2 separate regions of the Monodelphis domestica genome follow, and region 1 is linked to region 2. A link is a contact called in public Hi-C data. All regions are on one chromosome and are shown on one strand. The core of a region is the stretch at or near the end of the contact, and the rest is flanking DNA. Distances in the headings are between cores, read along the strand shown.

Region 1 (5,917 bases), core at 2,474-4,973, 450 kb before region 2:
TGTTCCTATTGTCAAAGAGCTGAAATTCTTGGGAAAGGGCAGCATTATGGATACAACATACACAAATTCCTGGGCAAAATACCACTAACAAAATGAAGGAATAAAAGAATTCGGTAGGGGGTTGAAGAGAGGAGAGAAAGGGAGGGAGAAAGAGAGAGGGTGGAGCAAGTCTACTTCATAAATGCATGCTAAATTGTTCCATTTTGGCCATGTTGAGTTTATCATGTCTAAAGGATTGGAGCTGGATGTGGAAATATCTACTTTAAGATGAAACTTCAAACACATAGGAGTAGATTAAATCATAAATGCAGGAAATAAAGCTGATAGATAACTAGTAAATAAATAAGGGCAAGAGAAGAAAAATATATCTGCATAAAACCACTCTGATGACCTACTGACCAGACATTTCAATTTTTGACCCCATTTGGGGATTTTCTTGGCAATGATACTGGAGTGGTTTCCTCCTCCAGCTCACTTTACAGATGAGGAAACTGAGGCAAACAACGTTAAGGGACTTGTCCAGGATCACACAACTACAAAATATTGTCTGAGGCCACCAGATTTGAATTCAGGAAGATGAATGTTCCTGATTCCAGGGCCAGAAAATTAAAAACCTACTCCTATATTCAATTTCAATGATTTGAAAGTTCCTCAGTTCATTTCAACATCAAAACTGTATTCTCCAGTAATAAGATAGGATCAAGTACTTGAGGGAATGAGTAGAAAGAAAACTGTAAAGAATTTGTTTTTAAAATGATATTTGATGATTGGTGAGGGAAGCAAGAGGATTCACCTCACTATGTATTTTATTGTTGTTTAGTCCAACTCTAACTTTATGTTTATGTCTAACTCTTCCTGTCCTCATTTGGAGGATTCTCTGTGGAGAGCCTGGAGTGGCTTACCATTTCCTTTTCCAGCTCATTTTGTAGATGAGGAAACAGTTAAGAGACTTTAAAAGGGTCTGAGGTCATATTTGAACTCAAGAAAAACTAGTCTTCTTGACTCCAGGTCCAGCATTCCACTTGCTCCCTCCAGCTACCCCTAACTTCCTTCTCCCACCCCCACCTCCAAAATCTTCAGGGAGTATAATCAGTTCTTGACTATTCAAATGCATCTAGAAACCAATCATTTGAAGGCCAAGAAGGCCAACAAAATCAGGATCACAGTGTACTTACAGGCATTGGCTTTGTTCCTATTTTTCACACCTTTCTTTAATTTTTCTGTTATGTTTAGAAACTAAACCTGTGATTTCATTGCTAGCAAAGCCCTACTGCAACTTCTGGTCTTAGAAAGTTGCCTAGAGCACTGGGAAGGTTAAGAGTCTTGTCCATGGTCACATAGTGTTAAAAACAAATCTTTCACTGCCTCCCCAGGTCCAAGGCCAGTTAATCCACACAAGCCTTATTATTTATTTATTAAATCATTAATTTCTAGGACAACTGCTACCCTTCCTTCCAAAATGAATACTCCCAACATATGTACTTTATCAAGCATAAATCCACATTCCACCAAGAAAAGCTCAGTGATAGTGAACTGGCTTAAAATACCTAACAATTTCTTATTTTCTTTTTTGCAAATAATATTTCTCTTTAAATTTCCTCTTCAATAAAGGGGTGGGGTGGCACAGCTACTTGCTAAGTGGATTGAGAGACAAGCCTAGAGATAAAAGATCCAGGGTTCAAATTCTAGCTGTGTGACCCTGAGCAAGTCACTTAACCCCAGTTACCTTGCCCTTACTGCTCTTCTGTCTTAGAACCAATAAAGGGTATGGATTCCAAGGCAGAGGGTAAGATTTGGGGGTTTGTTTTTTAAAAGGAATACCTTAGAGCACATAAAAAGTAGATTAGAATGTAGGTAAAATAGCCTTTGCTTATTTAGTTGGCTGAGGACAACATCTTCAGACACTAAGCCCAAAGAGTAGGTGGGAATCCTTATTTTATCTCTCTTCCCTGGGGCATTACCTCTCAGCACTGCCTTCACACCGACTAAACTATCCCCACACAACCTTAGGCTTTCCTGGAAAGTATATACCAATCAATAACAAGGACTCAATTGAAGCAGCAACATTTAAGAGGAAACAAGTTTGTCATTTAGTGTCAGCCCAGCTCTCTCATACACCTCCCCTTATCTTTATCTAGACAAATCACGGAGAACAGAAAGGGAAATAGCCTCTCCTTCAAATCTCCATTTTCTGAGGGTAAGACAGGCTCTTTCCCAAATTTCTTCTTTTCCTAGGAATGCAGATTTCTGGTTAGTGATTTTAGATCTTCCATTTTCCCAGGTTCCCATTTGCTGTCGGATCTAGCTCCATGTAATAACATTTTTTCAAAGGTGATAAAATACTGGACTCACATTTCTTTGTTTATGGAATCTTAAAGTTCATTCCATACTAACTTAAATGACTTATGAGACATCAGATGCTAGGACAACTCTGGGAAGTGGGTGTTATTAATAATCCCCATTTTAGAGAAGAGGAAACTGAGTGTCACCTAGATAGCCAGAGGCTAGAAGTGAACTCCATCCATTCTATTGCTTGTCTTTACAAACAAAAACTCGAATATCAAAATAATTATGTTATACATGTATATATATTAAGCTAAATTAAATGTGCCTTTCAAAATAACCCAATTATTTTTCTATTATTTCTTTTGAAAGAATGAAAGCTGGCAAAGGAAGGCCTAATGCCACTATTCTACATACCCACACCCCCATACACAAGCACAAATAGTTATTCAACCATTTTTAAAGCAGTATTGAAATTCAAAAAAAGGAGTGGTTTCAGAGTTAGGTGCCCAGGATTCAAGTCCAGGTTCTGACATTCTAGAATGATTGTTAAGATCACGTTCAGTTATAAATCTAGGATTTTATGGCTTTGAGTTGTTACTCACTAGCCCTCAGTTTCCCCATCTACAAAATAAAGGAATTGGGCCACAATCTTTTTTTTATTTCTAGGTTTTAAAAAATCTGTGGAAAGAATATTAATATTTCCTGATCTTGTTCACTCTCTGTTTTCCAATTATTAATCCAAAAGTCTAAAATAATCTTTCACATCTGCCTAGAAGCCCTAAAGATGATCGTGAAGAATAAGGATACCAGGCATTGGCCTATTCTAAACTCTCAGTGGGAATTCAATCATCTTTCAGAAGATTCTTAGTGAAATTTCCTTCACATTTCACAGTGAAATCCAAAGAAAAATCTTCACAAAAAAGTCTTATGTAAATACCTGGTGAATATTCACAGTATTACTAAGCTATTGTTTTAAGTGCTTTTTCCATATCACTCCTTCAAAAACAAAGGGATGATAGCAGAATTTTTAACTTATTTTGAAAATGTTTTTAAAAAATCTTTCAGAAAAAAAAAAAGGGATTCCACATGAGGCAGACCTACTAGTCAGAATTGTAATACTCTAATTTTATTCCAGTACAAATGGTTATAAATTAAAGGGAATGGGAGGTGTAAAGTGTGTTTTTACATGAAAAAATGGCAGACTATTGACACTTCCATTATTTGAGAAGATTAAAATCCATTTCCTTGATCTGACCTTTCCTTTTGATAAGCAGAGGCTAAACTAACTTTCTGATGGTTGGGGATGAACTGTAATAGCTTGCACTGTAACAGTTAAATCTAAAGCACTTCATGGGCTTGCAGTCAACCATGTCGACATCTGGAGCTGGTTGACTTTTCCCCAAAGATTTGTAACATAGCTCTGGAATTTTTCCAAGAATTCTCTACATTCTAAATACATCAGTTATGTCCTACACACCCAACTCCCCATGTTCCAAAACCCACTGACCATTAAAAAAAACTCCATTTTTTAAACCTCAAAGGAAAGTAGTCATCATTCCCATCATGTCTGGATTTTGTTCCATGTCATATTCTTCTGCTTAATGATCCTTTAATGAGCCAGGCCTATTACCAATGTATTAAAAGCTGGAACCTGCTACAATTTAGATTTCCCCAAACTAATATTTGCAGACAAACAAAAAAGAAGCCATGTTAAGTATTTAAAAATAAAATTTCTAAAAGGCTCTTGTGGAACAAATCATATCCTAAATAGATTCTGGAAGGGGAATAATAATAATAATAGACAACTAAATGTTTGTTTTTGTTAATTAGTGTGTTTTCAATCTGGACATAAATGAAAACATATTAGTTTTTCAATGACATTCCATAAACTGATATCCTCATACTACATGCTTTAAGGCAGGGAGTCTTTACCTGGAATCCATGAAATTGTTTATTTAAAATGTCTGAACAACTGTAGTTATTCAATTACAAATTATAGCTAGTTTCCTTATTTCCTATTCATGTATTTTATTTTATGCACTTAGAAACACTGAGAGGTCCATCCAGAAGCTTTACCACGCCCCCAAAAAGGATCCAAGAACCAAAAAAAAGGAAAAAAAAGGTTAAGAATTCTTGTTTTTAGGTCTTTATAAATTAGATCATGACAATTAGTCCTTTTACCCTGTTAAAGTGTTTAAGATCCTTTTTTTGGATATGGCATTGTGTATACAAAGACAATGTCTCTCTTTAAAGAGCTTACATTTTACTGAGAGGAAAAAAAAGATGTTGAAGGTAACTTGGAAAGAAAACACTAACATCTAACAGGATCTGATTTGGGGAAGATTTTTAGGGAACAAACACCGCAGCCCAAATCTGAAGAAAAAGGAATGAGAACTATTTATGCAGAAACATTTGATGATCCATAAATTCTCAAACTTATTTAACAACATAGAAATCTTTCTAGCTCAACCTTTACTTTTTGGCTTTTGTGAAAAAACCCACGAACTATATATTCTAATGAAATTTTGAGAAATTTTGAAAAATCACCTAGAAAACAGCAAAAATGTTCCTGATTTCTTCCTCAACACATTTAATTCTAGTACTCAAACACCAATGGATTGTAGAGTGACTTTTGCCTTAGTTAATCCTTTCCAAATCAAATGCTATTCTAAGAGATTCATTTCATGACCTGCATACTCTCTATGTATTATAGAATGTGAACCCTCAAACTTGAAATTTTCATCTATGTTTAACTTTAGTCCTTCTGAGGAGCCTTGTCTCTTAGTATAGCATTAGGACCCGACTCAGGTTGTATAGAGGTGGATGTTTATCATACATGAAAAGCACTATTTATTATTGGTGATGCTGTGTGCCTGTGAATATTACAAAGTCAGGGTAGCAGAAGAGAGCACTCCTCCTCCTTTTGACCCAAAGGGAATGGAGAGACCCAAGATTGGCTGCTGCTGCCTCCAACATATTATCAATTGTCTTTCCAGGCTTCTCAGTTCTAAACTTCAAAGTCATCCTTGACTCCTCACTTCCCTTTACTCCGATGTAATTAATCAGTTGCCACATTTGGTCAGAGCTATTTATACATAAACTTTAGGCTCAGGCTTTTTCTCTTTACATACAAGTCTACCATCTTAGTGCAGTAATAATAGTGGTTATAGCAGCAATAGCAGCAGCAGCAGCAGCAGGAGTGGTTATATGAAGATAAATAAACAGTTTTTGACCTTACAAGGGGAAGGTATGGAGAACACTAAGAAAGAACAAAAATAGACCCTGTCCTCCAGGGACTGTAAAGTAACAAAATAATTTTAAGGTAGAGAAGGAGGGTGTTAGTAATTGGGGGGGGGGGGGGGTGAAGAGTGCATTAAAGGTGGTCCATGAGCAAAATTAACCTTGAAGGAAGTGAGAGATTCTGAAGTAGAGGTGAATATATTCCAGATTTGGGGGATAACCTGTGCAAAGAGATGAAAATTTAGGAATGCTAGATTTCCCAGTTCTTGGAGTCCATTGGTTCTGGGTTCAAATTTGACCTCAGCCACTTCCTATATGTGTGAGTCTGGGCAAGTCAAATAACCCCCACTGCATAGCCTTTGCCCATTTTCTGTCTTCAGAATTAATACCA
Region 2 (5,926 bases), core at 1,807-4,306:
GAACCCAGGACCTCCCATCTCTGGAAAAGCACTCTTTGGATCAATAAAATCTCCCTATGGCTCACTGGAATATCTAAAGTTAGCGGGAAAGGAATGCCACATTGCTGACAGCTACAATCACTCAGAGAACTCTCCCAAGTCTCCTTTAGAGCCTTTTCCTAACCGCATCACAATAAGAATTTGGTCTTGAGATCCCCTCTTGTTGACTGTAGGTGAAGGCCCTGATTTATTTTTACTTCATGCTGATAGACCTTCCCGGTAAAATCAGCCTTTTCTGAGGGGCTTGTGGTTTGGGAAAAACGAGAGACAAAATCCATTGAAGCAGAATAAAACAAACAGGCCTCTGTTTTCTGGCCTATTTCTTCTACACACAGTTGGGATTTACCTGATTTGTCACAGCTGGAAAGCCTTTAAAATAGGCCCTTCCAGCTGCGCTTCAGATCCCGGCTTTAAACTCATCCCACAGGAGAATGGGTGTGTGCCTGCTCACATCCCCTTCCCCAGCTATCTCCAGGCTTGGCGCTGGGTCGCTTTTCAAGCAATAAATGTGCATGGGCTAGTCAAACAGTATTGGGACCTGGGATCGATCCATTTCTTGGGGGGCTTCTAGCAAAGCCTCTGGGACCCCAAACAAGGTTTAGTTTGGGGGCCCACCCAGTCATTCTCGTAGAGATTACAAGGGTTCTAGAGAACAGGAAGGGATGTGTGTAAGAGATTCCCCAGACCGCCAGCCTTAGGTCAAGGCTGGGGCTTTGGCTTCAGAACCTCCCAATCAGAGCTCTTCTGCATAAGGCTAAATTGGCAGGCGGCCCGGGACTCCCCCTCCCTCACTCTGGGAAGTATAAGGTGATTGCCGCCGCCCCCCCCCCCCCCCCACTCTAGGAAGTATATGGTGAATGCCTGCCCTCCCCGACTCTTGAAATTACTGGCAGAACGCATTAGGAAGATCCTAGGTCAGTGCCCCGGTCTCACGTTTGTTCTTAATTCTCCATAATAGCAGAGGCTATTCCTCAACCCTGAACTCTTAACTACGCAAGCCACCATGACTACAGATCCGACTCCACGGGGATCTCTATTTAAAAAGAAAAAGGAAAAGGCTTTAAATGGTGAGCTCCCGGTACACGGGGCTCACAAAGGGGGGAGAATAAACACGGGGATGGATTAAAGATGAAGTTTCCCATTTGGCTCACGTTCCCCAATACAGGACCACACAGGAGCTGGCCGGCTCCCTCCCTCAAGCTACAGGTTAAAAAAAAAAAGAATCCTAAAAAGTAAACGTCGTTTACTTGGGCCCTTCGGACCCTGCTTATTCAATGAGAATAGGGAGTAATGGCTAGATTTATCCGGAGAGTAAGGACGCGGCTCGCATTGTGGCGGTAACAAAGCAGGGCCACCAAACACTAGACAGGGCCCCGCGGTGATCCAGAAAAGCACACGTTAACGTTATCTACGTCGTGCTATATTTTTATTTAGCTGGTGAAATACTTTCCACCGAGGACTAGCAGGTTTCACACCTGTGGTTGGTGTATCAGAGGAAGGCGGTAGGAAGGCTCGAGCTTTTCTGATATTTACCGGCCGAAGGACCCTGGGTAAGTCTCTTTAATTCTCCCAGCCTTGCTTCCTAGTGGGGTAGTCACTCTCTCCCAGCCTGTAATAGTCATTAACTTACGGGTCCTTTATGTAAAGCACTTTGCAAACCTGAAAAGCTATTTATTATTCTTGGCCCACTCAATAGAGAGGGTCGGGTACATAACAATAAAGTACAAGCTCTTACAAATACATGAAATTTAACAGAAATTCCCAGGGCATGAGTTATCAGTTAGACTTATCAGTTTTGGGCAGTCAATTTGCTGGACTTACCTTAATTGGGTATATTTTAGGAAATGGGGTGGGGCAAGCATTTATTAAGTATTTTTACTACAGGGTGAGGCACTGGGAGAACTAATCCTTTAAAAAAAAGAATATTTGGGTGTGAATCATGACTCATTTCTCTTTTGTCCCCTCCCCTAAATTTAAGCCACATGAAATCCTGACTAAATGTTTCACAGTTGTGCCTAGAATGGTGCCAGTTATAAATAACCACTTTTTAAAAAAAAAACCTTCTTTCCCTTCTGGGGTAGCATCTAGTCTGAGATGGAAAAGCACAAGGGTTAGGCAATGGGGGTTAAGTGATTCAAGGTCACATATTTAGGAAATGTCTGGGGACAAATTTGAACTTTGGTCCTTCCAAGTCCAGGCCTGGCACTCTAACCAGTTTGAGCTCCACTAGGGAATCAGTCCTCTCTAGGCCTTGATTTTCCTCATCCATAAAAATGGGAAATAAGAACACTTACAGAGAAAGCATTTTGTAAACCTGCATTAATGTAAGTTTTATCATTCTGGCAGAAATATGAGGGAAATGGTGTCCAAAATCAAGTGCCAAGAAAGGCAAAGCAAAAAGAGACCCTGGAGCCTATGTATGGCATAATCAGGATCTGCTTAAGTCACAGCTAAAAAAGGCTTGTGTTTTTGGATTCTGGCAAGAGATTAGCCTGTACAAGTACGGAGGCCAAGGAGAGGAAATCAAACCATACCATATCCCAGAGCCAAAGTGAAATTTTGAAGACAAATGTGTAGAACCTCATACTATTTTTTGGCAGTACAAAGTAAAAGACATTGCTGTAGGAAGTAATGAGGGGTAGTGGCTTGCATATATAGGATTCATGACACCCTAAAGGGAAGATCCAGGGATACTCAAATGTTTCTATACTGGCTCTGAACAAGAACATGTGTAACATATATCCAGATTCACATGCTTCCTATGTAAAAATCTCAACATTGTTTATTTTGAAAAATTCAGACATTAGGAGACTTAAAAAAAAAGTGACAATGCCCTTTTTCACTATTAAGATTCAATTAAAAATAAAAGATCAGGGGAATGGGATTCATGTACCAAGTAAAAAGGACTTTAAAATGCCATATTGTTTCAAAAATAAAAATCAGACAGCAAAAGCATCTGGCAGCTGTGAAAACATTCAGTTGCCAGTAGAGGTATTTTCTTTTCTCACCACAGCTGGTCAGTTCAAGGCATATTTTGTTTTCCTTTTTCACTGAGCTTCTGAACCCAAAATACTTAGCTCTAAATGATGGTGGATTGTATTTGCATTTTCATGAATTGGCTGCCACCTTGTGGTCATCTCTGGGAAAGTGGCTAAAGTCTTCAAGTTCAAAAATCAGAAAGCTTTTATGACTACATCAGCCTATCCTGCAAATTGGCATCTTCACGGCTCTCCAAGCTGTAACCTTCGGGGTCATCTAGTTCAAGGGTTTTTAGACTGGGGCCCAGATATCCCCAAGAAATCTATGGATAGATCTTAAAAGTCCTTTGGAGTTGGGAGGATGGGGGAAAATGGCATTTATTTTCACTAACTTCTAATTGAAAAATAACTTCTTCGATTAGAAAGGTAGACAAAAAACCACAGTAGTATTAATGGACCTCATGACCTTGTCAATGATAGAAAATTTTCTATCATTTTCAAATTTACGGTTTGAAATAATATGTGCTTATAACTATTTTGAGATGACTGCAATTATCAGACTGTTGATATTGTAGTCTTGTTATTTAATGCTTCAAAAGATTTCATATTACTCTATATCATTTGATTTTAAAAATATTTTATAACTCAATATAATTTAAGTATATTTTATAATTATTTCAGCAAAATTGAAATATAGAACTAAAATATATAATTCTATGTATTTTATTTTATGCATTTAAAAGCACTCTTCTGAGAACAGGTCTATCAGTGGCTTCACTTTAGGCAAAGAAATCTATGCCACAAAATGGTTAAGAACCGTTGGACAAGTCCAACCATTAACTGATCTAGAATTTCATTTCTGTGAAGAGATCCTTAAGATACAACCCTTATGTATTTTATTTTAAACCCTTACTTCTTTGGGCAAGTCATTTAACCTCACTGACTAGCCCTTATTTCTCTTCTGCCTTGAAACCAATACATCATATTGATTCTAAGATGGAAAGGAAGGGATTAAAAAAACAAAACAAAACAAAACCTTACCTGCTATCATAGAATAGATCCTAAATGTCAATTCTAAGAGAGAAGAGTGGTAAGTTCTAGGCAAACTTCTTCCAAAAGTCCATCTATTTCTCAATTCAATGAAGGCTTAAGATTGTAGGGGAGGGATGATGGGAAGAAGGCAGAGTAGGGTTTGAAGCTTCCTCACCCTCCTAATACCCACCCACAAACAATCAAAAATAACTCCACAGAATCAAAGCTAAAAGCAGCAAAAACAGAGAGGTGCCAAGAGAGAAGCTGAACAGCCAGGGATAATTAGGGAGAAAGGTTTCTGACTTTCCTGGCTTCAATCCCACCATCCTAAACCCTGGGGGAAGGAACAGAACAAAAAGAATGGAATGAACAAGTTAGACCCTGGGAGCAAGATTGGTAACCTCACCTTGTTTGCTGAGTCTCTCCTTCTCTCCCTCTCCAACCCCCTTCCCTGCCTCACCCTCAGTTCGAGTTTGGAGGATGCCACTGGAACTCTTAGGTGGAGGGCCCTGGGAGCAGCCATGTCTGCTGCACCCTCAGGTCCCAAGACCCTTGCTGCCTTCAGCTGGAAATTGAGGGAGGGAACACCACAGAGTCTATGGGTGCCAACCCCAACAGGCAGGAACAAAGGCCCTGGAGGGCCTTTGGAGATCTGAGGAACACAGCCTGTACACCTGCTCTAGTCTAGGATGCAGCAGAAGGACAGGAGGAGTAAAGAAAAAGGCTGCACCAAAAAGTGTGGTTGCTAAGGGACTGGGTCCCCATTAACTGTGGTCACTCCCAGGAGAATGGAGTTCCTGCTGTTGCCACAGGGGAAGGTGAACTGTTTGCTTGTAGTTGCAATGGCAGAACTGCCATGGGCTCTGGTTGGAGCACTGCAATCAATCATCAACTAGGGTTTCGACAGGGGCCTGGGAATACACCTGTCTCTGGACTCTAAAAACAGGAATAACTAAATAGGTCTGAGGAAAACAAACCCACACAAAAAATCTGAAACATGAGTTAATATAGTTCAACATACTAGAAACCCTGGGACTCCCAGTAAAAAGCTGGCTTATCCAATACAGATTTTAAAAATAAATAAATAAAAATGAGCAAACAAGAGAGAAAGAACCCAACTATTGATAGCTATTATAGGGAAAGAAGTCCAGGCTCAAACTTGGAGGACAGTGAAGCAAAAATAGCTACTTTAAAAATAACAAAGCAATACAACAAATGGCCACAAGCTCAAAAGGAACTTTTGAAAGAGCTTTAAAAAGATCTTAAAAACCAAAGGAAAAAAACTGAGGAAAAATTAAGGGAAAAAAATAAGAGCAATGCAAGAAAACCAAGAAAATTAGGAAAGATCACCCAAATTGAAAAATAAATCCAGGAACTTGCAACGATTTCCTAAGACAACAAGAAATAATAAAGCAAAATCATAAGAATGAAATGATAGGAGAGAATATGAAAAATCTTATCACAAAAAGTGATCTAGAGAATAGTTCAAGGAGAAATATTGTAAGAATAACTGGAGTCTTAGAAAGTTATTATCAAAAAAGAGTTTAGGGGGCAGCTAGGTGGCTCATTGGATTGAGAGTCAGGCTGAGAGTAAAGAGGTCCTAGGTTCAAATCTGGTCTCAGATATTTCCTATCTGTGTGACCCTGGGCAAGTCAATTCACCCCCATTCCCTAGCCCTTATTGCTCTTCTGCCTTAGAAACAATACAGAGCATTGATTCTAAGATGGAAGGTAAGGGTTTTTAAAAAAAAGTTTAGATTCCCATACTCCAAGGAATCATCAAGGAAAATTGCCCAGAAATTCTAGAATCAGAGGCTAAAACAGAAATGGAAAGAATCCCCCAATAACCACCTCAAAGAGACCTAAAGATGAAAATA

The links. A called contact is a pair of places that touch in the nucleus more often than the background predicts.
Region 1: a contact with region 2 is called in a Hi-C map of limb, with 4 times the contacts expected there. The contact joins two enhancer-like sites. A contact is called at or near these places in 2 of 2 Hi-C or Micro-C datasets (limb and spleen and liver).

The regions. Positions count from the first base shown.
Region 1 is chr2:430,981,232-430,987,148 of mMonDom1.pri, reverse strand. All of the region lies in intron 3 of AKAP12 (A-kinase anchoring protein 12), which reads right to left. Among named protein-coding and RNA genes, the nearest start is that of ZBTB2, 61 kb to the left of the region's middle. Within about 2 kb of position 3,723, at least 1 of the 2 cell types and tissues checked has open chromatin away from gene starts, as enhancers often do. A contact at or near this core is called in limb, where this site is marked.
Region 2 is chr2:430,535,496-430,541,421 of mMonDom1.pri, reverse strand. All of the region lies in intron 7 of MTHFD1L (methylenetetrahydrofolate dehydrogenase (NADP+ dependent) 1 like), which reads right to left. Among named protein-coding and RNA genes, the nearest start is that of MTHFD1L, 39 kb to the right of the region's middle. Within about 2 kb of position 3,056, at least 1 of the 2 cell types and tissues checked has open chromatin away from gene starts, as enhancers often do. A contact at or near this core is called in limb, where this site is marked.